Linked DNA regions of Mus musculus: all the other regions are linked to region 1. Evidence: chromatin contacts called from public HiCAR-type and HiChIP or PLAC-seq data. All regions are on one chromosome and are shown on one strand. The core of a region is the stretch at or near the end of the contact, and the rest is flanking DNA. Distances in the headings are between cores, read along the strand shown.

The links. HiCAR-type assays count read pairs that join an accessible place to other places. HiChIP or PLAC-seq counts read pairs in DNA pulled down with a chosen protein or histone mark.
Region 2: a HiCAR-type map of astrocytes shows a contact between it and region 1, with 4 times the contacts expected there. The contact joins the promoter of Fank1 here to the promoter of Insyn2a in region 1. A contact is called at or near these places in 2 of 39 promoter capture datasets (the 3T3-L1 cell line and embryonic stem cells), 2 of 115 datasets of contacts at active chromatin or transcription factors (astrocytes and forebrain) and 2 of 9 other capture datasets (adipose tissue and embryonic stem cells).
Region 3: an H3K4me3 HiChIP or PLAC-seq map of forebrain shows a contact between it and region 1, with 6 times the contacts expected there. The contact joins the enhancer-like site here to the promoter of Insyn2a in region 1. A contact is called at or near these places in 4 of 39 promoter capture datasets (the 3T3-L1 cell line, cranial neural crest, embryonic stem cells and 1 more), 1 of 484 Hi-C or Micro-C datasets (cortical neurons), 5 of 115 datasets of contacts at active chromatin or transcription factors (embryonic forebrain, embryonic hindbrain, embryonic stem cells and 2 more) and 2 of 9 other capture datasets (adipose tissue and embryonic stem cells).

Annotation. Positions count from the first base shown.
Region 1 is chr7:134,936,150-134,940,884 of GRCm38.p6, forward strand. It overlaps Insyn2a (inhibitory synaptic factor 2A), which reads right to left and starts at 2,281. Exons shown (of 4, transcript NM_001143802.1): 1 at 1,563-2,281. The region is part of intron 27 of Dock1 (dedicator of cytokinesis 1); the gene reads left to right.
Region 2 is chr7:133,774,166-133,778,900 of GRCm38.p6, forward strand. It overlaps Fank1 (fibronectin type 3 and ankyrin repeat domains 1), which reads left to right and starts at 2,726. Exons shown (of 11, transcript NM_025850.2): 1 at 2,726-2,805. The coding sequence starts at 2,793. Dhx32 (DEAH (Asp-Glu-Ala-His) box polypeptide 32) reads right to left here and starts at 2,638. Exons shown (of 12, transcript NM_133941.2): 1 at 2,437-2,638.
Region 3 is chr7:133,791,735-133,796,469 of GRCm38.p6, forward strand. The region is part of intron 1 of Fank1 (fibronectin type 3 and ankyrin repeat domains 1); the gene reads left to right. Among named protein-coding and RNA genes, the nearest start is that of Fank1, 17 kb to the left of the region's middle. Within about 2 kb of position 1,942, at least 132 of the 459 cell types and tissues checked have an H3K27ac peak or open chromatin away from gene starts, as enhancers often do. A contact at or near this core is called in adipose tissue, cortical neurons, forebrain and 1 more, where this site is marked.

The DNA.
Region 1 (4,735 bases), core at 1,031-3,530:
ATTGCAAAGATAAATATGAACTTTGAAAAGTAGCATTCAACAGGATGTGAGTGTAAGAAATAGCACACCATGAATAGTAAAACCCAGCATGTTCCGCCTCTGCGGAGTGCAATGATTACGGTCTGTTCAGCCTTTACCGTCAGCTTCATAAAGGCAGTAGCCTTCTTATTTATGAACTACTCATGGGGGGCGATCCAGCTTTTATGATCTGAATGGTATTTTTTAATCAGGTCCCTAGCTCTGTAACCTTGATCAAGCCCTGATCGGGCTGTGAAAAAGTACCCCCCGCAAGTCATTTTCTAAGAGAAAGACTTCAAGCTACTGACCTCAACCCTGTGCTAGCCCTTGACTTGGTGCTCTGAAATGATCTCATGGGTTCTTAGCCAAGGCAGGGCTTGCCCAAAGTTCCTTCCCACTCTTGCCAGTTTCACCTCGGGATGCTTCGGCAGAATTTCAGCACCCAAGCAGACAAGGTCAAATTAAACTGCTTCTCCTGCTGCCTCTAGCTCATGAGTCCAACAGGGCAGCCAGTCCCCCAGCCCCAGGCCTGCATGCACCAAGAGAGGGGAAGGGACCTGAGCCCTGATCTGCAGAGAGTAGAAGGCACCCATTTTTCTTCCTTATTTACTCCAGGGGTGCCTCTCCTCCCCCACTCTGGCATCCCTTTATCACTGGCTCCATCTCCTTGTGGCATATTTTCAGGGTAGTAGAATGTTGAGGTCACAGGGAGAGGCTCCTTTTCTTTTTCAAGCAGCAGAGACGCCAGCCTGGAACCCTGAGCATGAACAAGCAAGATGCCGAGTCTTGTTCTTGACTTTGGGCTCTAGTCTCTGCCCCTGCTTGGGGCTGGCCCCTGTTCGTTCCTCTTTCCTGCCCTCACTAGCTCCCTAGGATCCGCAGCATCGGTTGGTTTCCCACGATTGTGCAGGTCAGGCATGTGCACTCGGAAGCTCAGCGGGGTGCAGACCCCAGCTCAGAGAAGGTGCCTATACCCGTAACCAAGAGAAGAGACCAACATTTCACGTGGGCATTTTTTGCCTTCTCTCCTGCTTCGGTCTTTGCTCAACAGCAGGCGGCAGGGCCCCTCTGCTCAGACTTATTCCCCCCATCTCCCTGAAGTTAATCAGCTGTACTGTACTTGGCAGTTCGCTTTAGTTTGGATAATACTTTCAAAACCTCGAACGTTCCAGGGAGATGGTCGTCCCCAGAGCCCCCAACCCCCTCCCGCCCAGTTCTGCCTGGCCAAGGATGTCCTGTGCTCACAAGGCTGTGGCGTTTGTCTAGAATAGACATCATATTCCCGCTCCTCCAAGACTGTAGCCAAAGTTGCCAGATGCCCCTGGGCGACTAGGTCCTGCCAGATGCAGTTGCGTAACCTCGCCCCCCACCTTCGCCGCTGCCCGCCACCGGGTCTACACTGGGCTACACCCGCCGTCCCGGACCTAGGCGAAGCCAGTTTAGGGGCTATTGCGTGCGCAAGAGCCAGGGTCTGCGCCCATCTGCCAGCGGTCAAGTACAGAGGGCTTGGGGTGCAGGAGGAGGGCATGCTGGGCTCTGCTTACCTTTGGCTGCTTACTGATAAGTGGAGGTCGGTGCAGCGCCTGGCTCGGGCATGTCTTGCCGCGGACCCTGGCAAGCCTGGCGCGGCACGGAGCACTCGGGGCAGAGCATCCACGGCAAGGATCTCCGGGCTCGCGCTGAAGGAGGCTCGGCTCCGGAGACTTGGCCAGCTGCGTGCCCGCCGCCCGCCCCCTCCACTGCCACGGGCCCGGCCCGCCCGGCCCGGCCGGCCCCCGCGCCGCAGCTCGAGTCCCTTCGGCTCCTGCTCAGCGACGCGCACGGGGAGGCAGTGGTTCGGCCGGCTCCGGGGACGCCCGCGCGCTCGCCCGATCGCGGCGCGGCGGAGCCAGCCACAGCCACCCGGCTCCGTGCTCCTCAGATGTCCTCATTTACTGCAATTGTCTTCGGCGAGATCCGGGAGCCGGGGCCGGGAGGAGGGGGCGGAGACGGGGAGGGAGCGGGAGGGGAGTCCTGGCCGAGGCACCAGGTCCCGGCTACTCTATGCAGCCGAGCGGCCAGAGGACTGAAGAGAGGGCACCGGGAGCTGCGCGCCAGTCGCCTGTGCGCTCGCCTGCCACCGAGGCGGGCGGAGCCCCGGGGCCCGTGGGGCGGGGGTGGGGCGGGGGCGGGCCAGGCCGCGTGCGTGGGGCGGGGGCCGGGCGCGTGAAGGAGCCCCTCCAGCCAGAGACGGATCGCGGGCAAGAGGAGGAGGAGGAGAAGGAGGAGGTGCTGGAAGCAGCCGCTGGCTGCTGCCTGTGCGCGGAGCTCCTCAGCCACATTCCTAGGGTTTCTGAGCTGCAGGCGGCGCTGCGGGGCCCCTGGAACTTGTTGAGTCTACCTAGGAGCCACCTCAGGCAGGCACGGGGACCCTATTGATTTCTTCTTCAGGAGTGGGGCTGTCTATAGGAAACCCTGCTTGATGGCTTTCTGTGGTGTCAACCAGCCTACCCCTGCTGGGTAGTTAATACCCTAGATGGGAGTGGACATCTGGGCAAGGCGCCCGCCCCCTCACCTGCAGATGTGTCTTTGGAGAGACTAGGGATGAAGGTTTCTCTTGCATTTTTTTACGTTTGTAACCAACCAGGAGTCTGTCCCTCAAATAAGGATTTGAAACGCAGACCTGTTTATTGGCCTAGGGACAAAGTAGAGAGTGTCTGCCTGCCTATCAGCTCTGTTGCATCCTGATAATTTGTGGACATGTCAGAGCAGGCATCTCCACTGTTCCTCATCTGGACCTCCTAGTCCCTCTGCCCCTCACCCCCCTAGAGAGGCAGTGGGAGATTGTGTTTGTTTTGATCAGAGTTAAATAAACTCGGAAAAGAGATTTCTTTAGCATGAACAGAGGACAATTCCCAGCATATACCCCAAACTCCACCAGAGTCTTGTGAGCTCTCTGATGCAGGTTCAGGGTCTTCCCCGATGCCTAGCAGGGCTGAGGAGCAGACACTGGGACTAAGTATTCTTGCATACAGGTCTCCCAGCCCTACCTGAGACATACTGGAAAGTAGCCCCCACCGATAACATGGTGGTAAGCTTTGGCCAATGAACTGGGATTCAGATGGGAAATGCTCTTAATCACCCACCCCTACAAGCACACCTTTCAGACAGAAGACAGGCTCTGGTTTGTTTCTATGTATCCTTTTATCCCTGTATCCCATCTTAGTATTCCAGGCCACTCCATTGCTCTATCCTCATACAGTGGGCTGATAGAGCCCAGCTCTCTGTTTTATATATACTTTCAGCTCTTTCAAAGGGCTTTCTGTAAGATACTGCATTGTCTATGTAGGATGATGTGTCCACACGTTTCAGGAGGAGGTCATTCTAAAATATCTTCCCTTTGCATGGAGAGAGCACCAAGCCTGAGGAACCCAGACTCTGTCCCTCCCACTCTTTAAAATGCCCCTTAGGACCCAGATTCTCCCAATTCTGATTGCCAGCCCATTTATGTCTTTAGGCCTGGAGGCGGCTGGGATCTGGCTGGGGAAAGGGCCTGTGTGCCGGCTGCTTTTATGTCAACTTGATTCAAATTGGAGTTATCTGAGAGGAAGGAACCTCAATTGAGAAAATGCACCCATAAGACCCAGCTGAAAGGCATTTTCTTAATTAGCAATTGATGGGGGAGGGCCCAGCCCATCGTGGGTGCTGCCATCCCTGGGCTGGCGGTCCTGGGTTCTGTAAGAAAGTAGGTTGAGTAAGCCATGAGGAGCAAGCCAGTAAGGAGGACCCTGCATGGTCTCTGTATTAGCTCCTGCCTCCAGGCTCCTGCCCTGCTTAGGTTCCTGCCCTCACTGCTTTGAATGATGAAGAGTGATTTGGAACTATGATTGAATTAAACCCTTTACTCTTCAAGTTGCCTTTGCTCATGGCACTTCGTCACAGCAACAGTAACTCTGACTAGGACAGTCTGCAAGGGTGAATAGACTCTGCTACCCAGCTAGAAGCCAGAGGGCTGTGTAGGATGGGACTGTGTAACAGCAGATGGCAAGACTTCCTGCCTGACATGCCTCCCGCTGCCCCCTTCCCCAGGTGTGCTCTTACATCTTTGGGAATTCTGTCCAGAAAACTTTCTGTAAATCTTACCTTATTGTAAATCCATAAGATTAGAAACCCCTTTTCCTATTTCTTAAGTATGTCACTGCACATCTGCCAGGCAATGTGGGAGTGGCACCATTGAGAATAGAAGGTTTGGCTTTGGGATCCATGAGTAAAATCAGATAGACAGAAAAGTGTGCAGAGGAGGCCAGAGCTCAGCCACAAGCGGCGCTGTGAGCTGGTTAGGTGTCTCTAGAGACAGTGTCAGTGATGATCCCCGCAATGGCTACCTAGAGGAGGCAATGATGGCATGCTATGGCCGGCAGGTTGGAAGATGTTCTAGCTGAGCCGTGGTTGCTCTGAGTTCTCCAGCTGCCCAGTAACTTCAGCTGTTGCTAGGTCTATTGTTATCCTGCTTTGGATTTAAGATGCCTCTGTACAGGCTCACTTGGGCCCCATCTGATGATGATGCTTGAAGAAGTTGTGGGAGCTTTGGAAAGTGGAGCTTATCTGGAGGAAGTAGGTTGCAGGGGTCAGGGTATCAGGTTAGTCCTTGAGGGTTCTAGTTGGATCCCACATCCCATTCCCTACCAGAGGTTCGAGAAGTCCCAGCTGAGTACATCTACTGTCATGTCGCTCCTAC
Region 2 (4,735 bases), core at 1,476-3,975, 1.2 Mb before region 1:
CTGCCCTATTTGCGCTAAATAAAGCTAACCTCTAACTGAGTTGTCTTCAGTTTTCATTCTGGGAGGGGCAGCGATCTAAGAAAAAGAAAGGTTGCACTTTTTAAGTCTTCTGGCTACCTTGTTATTCCCTGCTAAGGCTGCTTTCCTTGGTTTGCTACCTGGACGCCACAGCTCTGTGCACAAAGAAACTTGGAAACTTAAAAACAAAGCAAAAGCCCCCCCCTCCCCAGGGCCTCTTTGATTTTCCTTTGACCAGGAATAACATTCTGAACATGACAGCCAAAGGAAATGGACATAAGAGCAGAAAGAACCCAAAGTGACAATAAAATCTCGAGCATCTTCTCTCAGGGTAAACACATCCCTACTCGGAAGTTCCCATCCACTGAGTAAGTACACTGTGCTAGGTGCTGGAGGGGAAATGTCGTGATGAACACCATCCCCACTCCTCCTCCTAGCCAGTTGTTTCTTTCAAAGGCTCCACATCCCCTGAAGAGCTTGGTTTCACAGTTAACTGTCTTTATGCACGGAGACTTCCTCAACGCCCACTTCTAGGATTTAGGTCTCTTCTAAAGCATTATAAGTTACTCCTTCAGTAATTTCTATTTCCACGTTTTCAATCTTGAAATCCACACACAATGGCCACATTTAGTCTTTATTACCTTAGCATGGAGATCTCCACTCTCATTTAAGGAAAAAAAATCCCTCAATATCTAGGCTACTGATTTTCTGACATTTTAACTTCCTCTCCTGTGTGTGTGTGTGTGTGTGTTGCCAGGTTTGTTTGTGACATTTGCTGTTCCATTATAACCATGTCTTCCTGCATGGGAAAGCGTCATTGTGATTTTGCTTCTGAGAACCAGTGTTTGGGAAATATTGGTACTGAAGCACCCAGAATCTTACTCTGTCTCCTCCGTCCTCTAAGTTACAGGAACCTGAATTTCTCTGTTTGATACTTTAGCCTAGGAAGTTTGAGTTCTGCATAAATCACAGCGCTTGTCTGCACCCATTCGTAAGCCTCCTAGCTTTGACAATTCACCCTCATAGAGAGGGAAGCCTAATTTGGCAGAATATAATAAATGTCCATTTCCATCACAGAATAGATGCTTCTTGGATTCAACTAAGCTTTGAATGACTCCCTGGGGAAAGTAATTCTCCCCTGAGTCCTTGACAGCCACGCGGTAGAAATCTCTCTACTGGCAAAGATGAGTAATCACTTATATGACCCCAATAGAGCTGGCTGGGCCTTCCATTTTTCTCTAGTCCTGTCTATGGCAGCAGTAGGGGTTGATGGAAGGCCTTTAATGTCCAGCGCTGACCGGTAAATCAATCCTACAATTTCCTCTGTTTCTCCGCACTTCCTCATCCCTTTCTTATCTCTTCTCCATTTTTCTTCCTTCCTCTGCTTCCCCCTCTTCTCTCCTTAACCCATGACACTCTCTGAGGTGGTTTGAAAATTCTACACCATACCAGATAAAAATTCCTAGTGGGTTTTTCCCCCCTTCACACCTTTCTTAAAGGAAAACCTGGATCCTGGTCTTTGAAACCAGTATCCTACACAATTTGGCTGACTCAGTGACCCCCCTCTCCCCCCAAAAAAAATCAACAGGAAAAATGAGTATTGTAACACAAACACAAACACACACACACACACACACACACACACACACCAAACTAAACCAATTTCCAAGATCCCACAAGGGGCCCACAGCCTGAAATATGATAGGTGACAGTGGGGATGATAGACAGAGCAGGACTAGGGGAGGAACTGCCCGTAGTCTCAGTAGACAGCCTTGGCCTACTATAGAGGCAGGAGCAGCTTTCACACCCTCACCTAGGCAAACGGATTCGAACACCCCTCTCTGAAACATGTGGTGCAAAGAACGAGTCCTCCAGGAGGAGCTGAGAGCACCCATACTCGGAGTCTTAGGGTCATCCTAGCCTTGACCTGGGACAACATCCCGGTATAGGGTACCCACCCTGGAAAAGAGCTGCCACGCGCAAAGGCCGAGTCCGGACCATGACTTGGGGCAACATCCTGAAGCAATAGCCCTTCACTCTGGAGAATGGGTACTGGCAGGCAAAAGCTGGGTCCTCCAGCAGGAACAGGGTCTATCTCGACTCTCACCCGGGCATCTCCGGGTTCATCCGGACCCTGACCTGGACGGACGCCAGATGCAGGGGTAACCCTGACTCTAGCTTGGGGTTACGGCGGTGCAAAGACCGAGTCATCCGGCTGGAGCAGGGTTTGTTCTGACTCTCACTGGGGCGTCTCAGGTCATCCTAGACTTAACCCACCAGGGTCCAGAAGATCTCAGGCCGGAGCTCCGGTTCTCCTTCCGGAGCTGGGGGCGCCCTCGCCCTCAGCTGTGCCTGGTCGGGCGGGGCCGCAACAGGTGCGCGGCCTCCCTGCTTCCCCGCCGCCTGCCCTGCCGTTACCTGCAGCGGCGGCCGCCGAGGCCTCCCAGAGCCTGGGCGGGAGCTTCCCGAGCCCGGCCGACGTTCGCGTGGTCCCTAGAGGAGCTGACAGAGCGTTCCCGAGCTCGGGGCGCGGCTCTGCTGAAGCCGCCGCGCTCCCGGGTCGCGACCCCCCTGCGCCACTCCCGCCCGTGCGCTGCTCTGCGTTTCCACGTCACTTTTTGGTCCCTCCCTCTCGCCGTCCGCCGGGCCCCGCCCGCCCGCTCGCCTGCCCATCCCCGGTTGTCAGGGCAACCCGAGCGACGCCAGACGAAGACAGGCGTTAGGAGGGCGGCGCCGCCAGGGCTGGGCCCGAGGGCCCCCGGGAGCAGCTGACCATGGAGCCCCACAGTAAGCGGCGGGCTAGGGCCTGGGGTGCGAGCAGAGACCGAGCTAGCCGGGCCAGGTCTCGAACCCTCGGCTAAATGATCCACAGATTCCACAGAGCACGGCTGATGCCCTCACTAGCAATGGGCTTACGAATGGTTAATAGTGCTTCCAGTGTCTTAGTGAACCTCCATGGAGCCTGGGCCTTGAATTTATGTGTTCTTGCCTCTCTTCGATCTTATCCCTAAAGTCTGTGGTATATATAATTCATGTGCTTCCGCCCAGCATAAGATACATAACAAAAGTTTCTCATTCCTGTTTGTCTTAAATTTTCCGTTCTTTGTTATTGACTATTCGTGCGGATGCATGTGTTTGTGCACACGTGTGCAGGTGTCACACAGGTGCACATGCAAGTGTGCCACATTTGTGTGGAACCCAGAGGGGACATTCTGGTGTCTTTTCTTGCCATCCACCTTGGTTTTAAATTTTTATTTTATTTTATTTAATGTGTACAGATGTTTTGCCTGCATGTATATGTCTCTGCACCACTCATGTGCCTTGTGCCTCTACAGAGACCAGAAGAGAGAACCCAATCCCCTTGAACTATAATAAAAGCAGGCTGTGAGTAGGCTTGTGGGTGCTGGGTCCTTTGGAAGAGCAGTCAGTGTTCATGATATTTGAACCACATCTTCAGGCTCCCACCTTGGTTTTCAAGACAGGGTGTCCCACTGACCTAGAGCTCTAGTGAACTAGGCTAGGCAAACCGGCTAGCAGAACCCCAGAGGTGATCCTGTCTCCAGCTCTCTAGGGCTGAATCTACAAATCACACCACCACACTTGATATTTTATGGAGGTTCTGGGCATCAAACTTGGCTCTTTTACTTTCTGCAAGCATTGTTTGCGCGAAGTCATCTCATTAGCCCTGGTTTTTGTTTTGTTTTTAAAAATACTCTTAAGTTTGAGTTTGTCTCCTGCAGCCCAGGCTGACCTTGAGTTTAGGGCAAACTTCGTGACCTAGCCTCCTGAACCAGTGGCTCAGAATCTTCATGGCTCCACATTCTGAAAGTGCTGGGGCTACAGTGCTGTTTTTCATTTTGTTTTGATTGAAACAGAATCTCACTATCTCTCTGGCTAGCTTGGAACTCACTGTTTAAAGACCAGGCTGGCTTCAAATCCACAGGTCCACCTGCCTCTGTTTATGAAGTGCTAAGATTAAAGGCATGGGCTACCACGATGGGCTACAAAGTTGTGTATGATAGATGGCTGAAGATGTGTGCTTTAGAGTTGCTAGAACTGAGGTACCCTGGAACTCACCTCTCTGTCCACTGTTTTTCCCAACCTTTCCAGGGACTTTGTCCTAGGCTCCTTCCCTCCTCCCCACCCATGCTGTTTTATTGCCTCCTTTGTTCTTAAAACAAATACACTGTTTGACTTAGAGACTCCAAAGAGCTCAAACCTTGATAAGATTCAGTTTGATGCTAAAAAATAAATCAAATTGTCTTTTTTTGCATAGTTTCAAACATAAAATACTTAGACCAAATCCCATGTTCCTTAAGGGAAACACACACACACACACACACACACACACACACACACACACACACTCATTTCATAATAACAAGAAAATTTAAAGGCTTCCTCCCTTTTAACTTGCTGAATATAAAGCCTACAGGTTGGGAGTTACAGTTGCTTGGATTGGTAGGATTTTTATACAACATCTATCATTTGTGTTTAAAAGTCAAAGGATTGTACACTTTATCCAACCTGCTGGGAAAAAAATGAATATACAGCAATGTTAGGGATTTACTCTCATTCCAAACCGATGCCAGGCTGTGTGTGATCTTTTCCTAGAGAAAGTATCTGTGTGTGTGTGTGTGTGTGTGTGTGTGTGTGTGTGTGTGTGTGTGGTCGCATGTATCCCAGGCTGCTCTCATATTCACTATGTAACAAAGGA
Region 3 (4,735 bases), core at 692-3,191, 1.1 Mb before region 1:
CCAGATGGCAACAGCGGGGAGTGCAGAGTGGCATGGACTGTTTACCCCATGACCAAGAAATAGCAAAGGAAGAGGGAAGTCTGGGGCCCCACGGTCTCCTCACAGACAAACCGAGAATGGTCTAAGACTCTCCCATAGGCCCCTCCTCCTAACCTGCATTTGCTTGCTGAGGACCAAGCCTTCAACACATAGGCTGTTAGGGGGACATGGTCCATCCCAACTCCAGCAGTGGTCTGTGGGGGTCACAACCATTGTCACTCTAAGCAGCAACAAGTGTGAGCTCCCCTCTCCCCACAGCCACTTGAACACAGTGGCTATTTGGATTTTTGCTATTTTGATGGTGTCAAATTCTAATAAGTTTTCCCATCCGTAACTTGTTTTAAACCATCCTTCAGAGTTAGGAGTGGGTCCTTGATTCTGCTCTTGTCCACAGCATTTATCTTCATTTCCCTCCAACACCTCATACTGCAGGCTGTCTATATGATGAGAAAAGAAAACACAATCCCCAACAGCACCTGTCAGCAGACAAGAAATGTGGTATCAAACATGCTCTATCAAGGTCTGCTTATGAAAAGGTCTCCTTAGCTTTGGACCTGAGTCCCACATTGTCAGTCTGCAGAGACTGAGGACTGGGCTGCTGTCAGTGTCCTGATCACTATGCGGGTTGGCTGACTGAAGGTAAAACAGAATCAGCAATCACACAGCATCCTGCCCCACCCCCACCTCACCCCGTCTTGGGGTTACCAGAGATCTTTCTCACGGAGGTCAAGTAGAACTTCCGCTTTGGGATGCCACTGGTGAAAATTATTTGCACATGGGATAAAGCCTGTTGGTTCTGCCATTTTAAAGGACTAATACCTGTGCCACAAACGTGTTGGGGGGGGGGAGGGGGGAAGGAGCGATGAACCCAGATCACCACGCTCCTTCCCTTAGCTTGGGGACCAGCATTACCATAAGTTGCTAACTCATTAAGATAATCTTTTTTTCTTTTTAAAGATGATTCTCACTATGTACCTTTGGCTGGTCTGGCCTTCCAGATGTAGATCAGGCTAGTCTAGGTCTCCCAAGAGACCTGCCTGTCTCTGAGTTTGAGATTAAAGGCATTTGCTGGGTACTGTAGGTATTGTATCATATTAACTGTCTCTTCCCATAGTACTAACTGAAATCATTGGCAACCTGAACTTCTTGCCTTCTGTGAGACGTCTGGCTGTTGGAAATCTAAATTGATGTGGTGTGAAGACACTAATGAGATAAACATCTGGTTGGCCTGCTGCTTCTATCTAACATGCTGTGACTTCAGTGTGAGCCAGTGCTAGCCAGCCACTTGGACCCCCTAAAAAGCTTCTAAAGAGCTTTAAGTGAGGTGCCACATGTCTGTAATCACAAACCTTGGGAAGTCAGCTATCCACTTACACTCTGTCTCCTCAAAACCCCCAATGTTTCAGAAAGCACAAAATGTAATGATTCACCAGGCAGTGGTGGCACACGCCTTTAATTCCAGCACTTGGGAGGCAGAGGTAGGCAGATTGCTGAGCTCGAGGCCAGTCTGGTCTACAGAGTGAGTTCCAGGACAGCCAGGGATATACAGAGAAACCCTGTCTCGAAAACACCAAAAAAAAAAAAAAAAAAAAAAAAAAAAAAAAAAGTAATGACTCCCGTGTCTTGGGAATACAAGACAGTGACTCACTGGCAATGAGCCCAGTTACAATTTGTCTGTTTGATTCTTGGGAAGGGAAAGAACAAGCAGACAGACAGGTGCTGAGGAAGGGTTGTTGCTTCCCGCCCCATGATCCCAGAGCTGTGTCAATGACTTGCTACTCTTTGATGATTACAAACGTCTGATTCAAAGGTTTCTCTTCTCTGACACCTAAACTCCATCCTCCAGTGGCCTGCCAAGAGCTGGGACTGTCCCAAGGCTTGGTGCCCTGTGAGCTCTCCTTACAGCCCTGTCAGTATGAGTCAGGCTGGCTTGCCACAGCTCTTTCCTGCTAAATGTGTCTCTTGTGATGACACTCTGCCCCACTTCAGCTGGCATCTGTTTACTTTGAGTTAATTTTAGATAGAGCAGATTAATCATTACATCGCAATGATGCCAGCAGCACAGTTGGCAAGTCACAGAGGGGCACAGGAATCAGGAATCCTGACTGAGTGTCAGCCCCTGCCTCTCTCCAGTTGGGATAGGTGGGTAAGAGGAGAGACAGACCTTCCCTTTGGGATCCCTGTGGATGAACAGAGCTGTGCCTGGTGCCTGCCGCCGGGCCTGGCCTATGATGACTGTGCATGCCATGCCAGAAGAGTTAGCAGAACAAGATCCAGAAGAGAATAAATAGAATCAGATTTGAGTCAGGAAGCCCAGGCCCGGAAGTCTGACAGCGCAGAGCTTGTGGGTGTTATTGGGGCAGACCTGTCCTCTTTCACAGGGCAGCAGCTAGCTGGAATCTCTGCATCACTTTAGCCTTAGAATGGTTGCTTCTCCCCAATACCTCCTGCCCTCCTGGAATTAATCAGAGCAAACTCCACTTTGGGGAGTGTGGTGGTTTCCAGTGTCATACAGGGCGACCACATTTATCTTATAGATTTGTGTTCCTTTTCCCCTTCATTGCCCACATTCGTTTCTGCTTCTTTTCTGTTCTTTTTGGTCTCATTTGTTATCTCTGTGCCTGACCCCCACCAGGTCAGAAGCTCGGCTTGCTAGACAGGGAGGTGAGGCACAGGCACTTACCTCATCACTTGACTTAGAAGGACAGGGCAGAGAGCTGGATAGAGACTACCACGTGATGCGCGGAAGAGACATGCTTTCTTCCCTTGCTTTCTCTCTTTTCTCTCAGGACCTGGTTCATGCTGGGCAACGGATTGTGCCACTGAGCTATGTGCCAGCCCCCAAAGTGTTCCTTCTCAACTATATCAGTACTGAAGATTAAAAACTCAATTCTTCCTAGCAAGGAAAATAAATATGAATTTTCAACTGGGCTTTGTAGACCCTTGAAGGATTTGGTTTCTGCCATGCTCTCTGCCCGCCCAGCCTTGGGAAGCAGTTTTTCCTCCTGCTATGGCCCTAGTGGAGAGGCAGCAAGCTTAGAGGCTCCTAGCTGAAGAGTGTCCTTTCCTTCCCTGAAGTGAGGTCTGTGTGTTCAGGGCTGGATTCCAAAGGTGGGGCTGCTGGCAGCAAGCTGTGTGATTAACCGAGGAGACAACAGTAAAGACCAGGAAAGGCTGGGTAGACAGGTAGGTCTGGTTCCTCCACATTTGAGGTCAGCAGGGTGTGTGCCAACCTGGCTTGGCCCTAACTCCAGTGTCTAGCTATCAGTCCTGCTGTCTGACCAGCTTCCCAAGGCTGGCCAGTCTGCTGCCCACAGATCTCTTGGAGAAACAAGGACTCAGCTCATGGGTGGGTGTGATTTAGCCTTTAAAAGATGGTTTTCAAACATTGGTAAGATGGTGGCTGACATACAGATGTAAAATAATTACCCTTAGCCAGGTGTGGTGGCACGGGCCTTTAATCCCAGCACTCGGGAGGCAGAGGCAGGCAGATTTCTGAGTTCAAGGCCAGCCTGGTCTACAAAGTGAGTTCCAGGACAGCCAGAGCTATACAGAGAAACCCTGTCTCGAAAAACCAAAAAAAAAAAAAAAAAAAACAAAAAAAGAAAACCCAAAAAAAAAAAAAAAAAACAAAATCCAGAGGGCAGGCACATCTGTGAATCACAATGTGAAATAATGTAGAATAATGAGAATAATGTAAGCGAGGAGGGCCCTGAGTGGAGCTGGCTGATATCTGTGCTTAGAATCACACCCATGTGTTGCTATTGGTCCTAAACCTTAAATGTGGAGCACTTGAGAAGTGTGACTGGGAGGTAGACAAGTGTGAGCTGAAAGAATCAGAGTGGTCCACAGTGAACGGCTGCGTAGGCCTACTCCGCGGTTTGTGATCCATGGGCCTTTCTAGATCATTCTGTATGTTAGCTTGACAATTTGTGGTGATTACTATAAACTTGATTTGTTTGTTTAATCACATCTGCTTCACTGCCCTAGTTCGTTCTTCCAGGAGATAGCAAGAAATGAACAGGAATTCCCAAATAGGACTTCCGAGTGTGTGAAATGGCCCTGACAGTGTTCTGCCACACAAGGGAAGGAAGAAGTCATTGTACAGAGAGAACATTTGTTATAGCTTAGGGACATAGCCTTCTCTGAGGGCCTGGGCCAACCTCTTTTGATTATGTATATTGGTGTAAACATATGTTGTAAAAGCACGTGTGTCGTTGCTGATCATCCCAAAGCAGAAGTCACTTAGCTGCCCATTTACAAATCATAGACAAAAATGTGGTATGTACATTGGAGCATCATGCATTCTTGAAAAGGAAGACAATTCTGATACATACTATAAAATAGATTTAACTTTTGTATACACATGTATACACACACACACACACACACACACACACACACACACACACACGCACACACACATATATTTGAGACAGAGTCTCATTAGATAGCCTTGGTTGACCTAGAACTTGCTATGTAGACCACACAGGCTTCAAACTCAGAAATCTGCCTGTCCCTGCCTTCTAAGTGCTGGGATGGATGAACCTTTAAAGATTACAAAGTGAATAAGCTGATGAAAGTACAAACACTCTGTGATTTTGGGGGCTGAGACGGGTCACCTCCAAATGTGGCCTCCAGTATATGATGAAGTATCTTGAAGAAATTTCAGAAAGAAAGGACAAATCTTACCTTC